Regions from separate parts of the Zea mays genome. Here region 1 is linked to region 2. A link is a contact called in public Hi-C data. All regions are on one chromosome and are shown on one strand. The core of a region is the stretch at or near the end of the contact, and the rest is flanking DNA. Distances in the headings are between cores, read along the strand shown.

What was found. Hi-C and Micro-C count contacts between places; a contact is called where the count stands out from the background.
Region 1: a Hi-C map of leaf shows a contact between it and region 2, with 5 times the contacts expected there. The contact joins the enhancer-like site here to the promoter of LOC100037763 in region 2. A contact is called at or near these places in 10 of 25 Hi-C or Micro-C datasets (bundle sheath, ear, leaf and 2 more).

The regions. Positions count from the first base shown.
Region 1 is chr8:111,597,955-111,600,654 of Zm-B73-REFERENCE-NAM-5.0, forward strand. No RefSeq gene overlaps it. Among protein-coding and RNA genes, the nearest start is that of LOC100282109, 50 kb to the left of the region's middle. Within about 2 kb of position 1,312, at least 11 of the 20 cell types and tissues checked have an H3K27ac peak or open chromatin away from gene starts, as enhancers often do. A contact at or near this core is called in bundle sheath, leaf, seedling and 1 more, where this site is marked.
Region 2 is chr8:111,328,744-111,331,443 of Zm-B73-REFERENCE-NAM-5.0, forward strand. It overlaps LOC100037763 (derlin1-1), which reads right to left and starts at 1,286. Exons shown (of 7, transcript NM_001112475.1): 1 at 1,191-1,286. The coding sequence starts at 1,207.

The DNA of each region.
Region 1 (2,700 bases), core at 62-2,561, 270 kb after region 2:
CCCTTTGCAAATATCTGGAGAGAACAAGTAACTGAGCCTTTCAGTTCATTGTTGCTCAAATTTAATGTTTTCAGACTTTGATTCTAGGGATGTGCATACAAATATTCGCAGATAATGATTTTAGACTGTGACGCAGAGACTAATATAAGCCACAGGCTGAGAATGTGCTTCGAAACAGTGATCACATTGATGAATGACCATTTCTGTTCTGTGCACCTTCAGTTTGGCACGCCGTCCTGCCATGTCAGGCTGCCGAAGTTGTATCTCCCTTGCACCTTCAGTTTGGCCATGCATGATCACATTTAGAGCCACAAGTTTGTGTTCAAATCTGGTTAACACAACTTCAGTAGCTGGATCACTAGGTTGCAAGGGACATGCACAATCACTCAACAAAAAAAATCTACTGTCTGCAATGCAGTGAGTCGTGAGTTCGTGACAAGATGAGACTGTTAGTATACATATAGTTCTGCATAATGGTGAACATACAGTTCTGCATACAGTTTGGCATTTCAGGATCTGCATAAGTCATTTCAGAATCACAACTTTCTGAACATCAGATGAGACTTTTTTTGAAGAACATTCTCTGTCTTATAGACTCAGACTCACAAACTCATAGACTCAGACTCCCAGACTCATAGGTTCAAGCAGACAATCTCCCACATTGTCAGATAATTCAGGCAGACAAACGCCAGAACTTATTATAACATAAAAGTGTCACAAATCCCAACTATGTATAGAAGGCAGCTACAAATCCGGTCTTTGAAGATGACAGACGGCTACCTGAAGAGTCATACATGCAGAAACAAAAATGAAGGCCATGAATTAATTTCTCAAAGGGATTCCTATTTTCTCAAAGGAAAATAAACTAACCCTCAAGGTATATTTCAGTCTGCCCAGGCAGGGACGGAGCCAGAAAAAACTTTAGGAGGGACTGAACTAAATTGCTGCAGTATAAAAGCTTATTTTATATTATATTGTATACATTTTAGATTAGAGGAGCCTGTAGTGGGACTCCATAGAATCCGAAGCGGCAGGGGGGCTCGAGCCCGTCTGCCCCACCGCTGGATCCGTCCCTGTGCCCGCCCAGGAGAGATGGAATGGTAGAGGTTTTGATGCTTGTATGATGTGGAGGCGTTGGAACGTATAGAGATGCCATCATTGTTTCTAGGCGAATTGGGCTGCAACCGATTCATTAGGATTTTGCTATTTTCTTTGGTGGTACTATGCTGTTTTGGTTTAAATTTCATGATCCTTCTGACACCGTTGGCTAAGATTTTGCTATTTTGTTTCTTGTAAAACTGCTCGTGCTGAGATCTGGTGGGCCGAAATCCAATACCGGAGGGTCCAGTATTGCACCCTTGGCGATCCGTGTGAGGCTTTCTCTGGTTCTCGTCTCCGGCCGTGTTCTCAGAACATTCTTCAAACTACTAGTTGGCATGCGTGTATTCGTCATGGTAACTTTTGATGCTTTCTAGCGGTCAGGATCAAAGCCAAACATCTCTTTGAGAGAAAAAAAAATTTATTGAATTCCACTCGCACCCATCGGCTGCCCATCTGATGGCATGTTCGGTGCTTGACCATGGTCTGACCTGCTTTCCCACCGATATTGACTTGTTGAATCTTAATCACTAATGAAGGAAATACTGAACGTGACGGTGTGCAATTTCAGTTTCCCTCGACGAATCTTTTGTTCCCCAGCATCTGGATTCGTTCTGGAATGAACATGCATGGGCATGGGGCATGGAGGAGGCCCAGCGCCGGTGGCAAGCCCACGGAAACTGAACGTCTAGATTCACTGTGACAAAACGGGAATTAAAAACCAACCAACGCAGTGCACTCACATGCTCGTCTTCCTCTCGCGGTGTCGCAACGTACGTTTCTGGACTCTGACCGCCCGCCGTGACGTCGTCTCGTGTGACAGGAGAAGAGGCACGCGGTCCATGCATGCCTGGCTCTTTTTTTTTTTAAATTTCAGGAAGCAGCATGGAAGGTCGGACGACAGTTGCGTGCGGAAGACACGGAGACGAAGACGAACGCGAGGCTTGGTGGTCTCGATGGACGGCTGCCTTGTTGTTGTTGGTTTGGTCCCCGGGTCAAGAAAGAAACAGCGGTTCCGGTTGGTGGGCAGGCGCCGGCGGTTCTCGGCGGCGCCAGGCGAGGCCAAGTGCGGAGCGTTGGAACGAGACCATCGACACATCTTATGTTCGTCCGATCGTCCGCACACACGATGTATCCTATCTAACGGGTTTAAGTCTGTCGGACTAACACTTCTCTAAAAAGGCTAGTCCATTAGAAGATTACTTGTCGGTTCCTCGTGCGTTAGAATATTCATGTAAACTATCCATCAAAAAGATTTCAAGATTTTTTATTGATTATCTCCACTCTTCGTATAATATTCTTTTATTTGACTAACTGATGTTATTATTTACTCAATTCAATATGTTTTGATACAATACGGTCAATGAAGTGAGCGATTATAATTTATAAGAGAGTTCACAATGACTGACTGAACGAACAGAGATTATAAAATGACATGATTCCACCGTACAGAGACCAAATTATAGAAAATTTATGAGCTCAAGTTTCTAAAATAAGTCACATGAATTCAAACTTATAAAAAAGATAAATCAAAATATGGAGTGATTCCTACAGTGAGGCATCAATAAAAACTGGATGCGCTTCATATAAATTATGCTACTT
Region 2 (2,700 bases), core at 36-2,535:
TTGATTGGCAAATGCATCGCCAGTATTATCAAGGGCCCTATCATCAAAGAATATCAAAGTGGATGTCTTCTTGACATATTATATTTTCAGCCCACTATGCAAAAGCAAAAGGAGAAAGAAAAACCAGGCTCCTTTGTAGATTTCGACAACAACGAAGTGGCAAAATGTTATTACTTTATAAACTGTCTCTATGCATCAGGTGATGCACACTCCAGTTCTTCGTTTCAAATTAAACTAATTAATAAAGTGGCTTGAAACACCCTTATTCATAAACCAGTAATTATTTTTTTTGCTGACGACTCTAAATATACAGCAAAACAATCATGGAACTAATTGATAACGAAAACAATCTGTAAACATTACATATCGATATTGTCAACACCAACACATCCATCCAACCTTCCAGCCGAAGATTACAAAGTTTGAGGGCTCCTTTGGAACGCAGGAATTTCACAGGAATGATATAGAAATTTTACGGCTCCTTTGGAACAAGGAAAATTTTCTGAATCCTGTGTTTTTCATGTGTTTTTGAACTAATTCCTGTTAAATTACTATACCATTTCTATAAAATTCTTGTGTTTCATAGAAGCCCTTACAGGAATTAGTTAAAAAACACAGGAAAAACGCAGATTCAGGAAAAAAAACTTTATTCCAAATGAGACCTGAGGGGGCTGTTACTCCAACTGAACAAACCAATTCAGGTACTATAAATTTTTTGGGATAAAGGCCATAGTTCACTCAACTCTACTTCCAGGTTGAAAGACTATTTATCAACAGCGAAAACTAACCCTTCATCTCGTGTTCGTGACAGTACAAAGGTGCAGTACAAACTACAAAGCCGATGTATATGTATGTATGTAACGCTGTACCAGTCCAGCAACATACAGCACCGACGAACATGGACATATCAGCTCAAATGCCAGACCAATTTCGAAGCGGAAGCCTAAGGGATCAAAGTGGCACCACGAATCCGCCGCCACAGACCTCGACTCTGGCAACCCAAGGATAAGCCCACTCTATTCTGATAAAAATGATGGGATCCATCGATTACTCGGAACAGTTCAGCTCGAATTCCTCTAGCGATCCCGAACCCGAATCACGGGGGCTACCATACAACATCTACGTCTCGGAATCTGAGATCGCGAAGCTTGGAATCAGATGAAACCGCTGTAAGAGTCGAAGGGACTCACTCGGCGGGCGAAGACATCTTCACGCGTCGATGGATCCGAGGTCGGTTAGTCTCCTCTCGCGTCCGCTTCCTTCTCGTCCCGTTCGAAGTTTGCGAGGAAGAAGAAGAAGAGTTGGGGTTGAAGCCGGTCGCCGCGCCTGCGAGAAGCCGAGAACCTTCCGGAGGAGAGAAGCAAACGCACCGTTGATTTCCGGTCGGAGGGATGAAGACGGCTCGACACGTAGGTGTGCGCGCTACGGCGCAGGCGATTGGTCATGTAACGTGGCTGGGTGATGAGGTGGCCTTGGTGAGCGGCGATTGGTCCACTGCCGATTTACAGGTTTCATTTTATTTTTGATCTTTTCTTATTTTTTGTATTGTTTATTAGTGCCAACTAATTTGTTTCATTTCTTGTTCATAGGCTATGGATAAATACTTTGTCTTTAGAGCATATAACAGCTATTCTAAGTCAATTACCATACATCTGAAAATGATGGCCCTCAAATTCGTTTTAAGCATATATACTGTTTGGAGAGGACCGTGAAGTTGTTGCGTTGGAGGCACGATAACCTCTCATTCAAGTATTCCTGGATCATCTGATTAGTTTGGATGAGCTTCATGATGTTAGTATTGAGGTCAAGTGTAATGTGTGTTGGGAAAGAAATGAAGGTGCTTTTCAGTTTGCTATATGCGTGCAATTTCAGTTTTATTTTGATCTAGTTTTTTTCCTATGATGTTGGTCCAATTAAGTTTTTTTATTTGAATGTGGCTCATGTTGGCAATCGTGACTAAGCACGAAGCAGTAGATCAACGAGGAGCAATCTTATTGTTGAAGCCGAGGTACGACTCTTGCACAAGTCGTATCAAATGGCAATCTAGAACGAACAGCTTTATAGTAGACGGTAGTTTATAATATCAATCTAATTAGGTTTAAAAATATTTTTAATATAAATAATAAACAAAATAACGTATCTAAATGTATTCTAAGGGCATGTTTAGGAGAGCTTCATTTCAAGAATTGTAGCTTTGGTTTTCCAGCTTCACTATAAAACAACTTCAATAAATTATTAGGTGGATTCGATGAGTGTTTGGCTTAATCATAGACTTCAGCTTCTATAATATTAAGGATTTATGTGAGTTTCCTTGAATACCCTTAATTATTAGTGCGATGGCTTTGGTTTTTAAAAAAAAATAAGGAGCAGACCTTTGGAGAAGGGAAAGTTGCAAAGCTTGCGTAGCATGTCAGCGTTTTCTGCTGGTGCATAACGACCAGTGCCTGCTTCGTCTTGGATTGCATAGAAAGTTTTGTGTAGATTCTTTTCAAAAAAAGGAAGGATGCAAATCTTGTGCCAAAGGTCAGCTGGAGATGGATGTTGCGCTTTTCTTTCTTTCTTGGTTCATATAACGTGAGCATTCGAGTTGGACCTAATTTCTTGTATCGCATTGCAAATCATGTACTATGTGTTGGTTCGGTGTTGCGATGGTCCGTTGGCTTCTAAAGTATGTACGACACGTCATATACACACACGTCA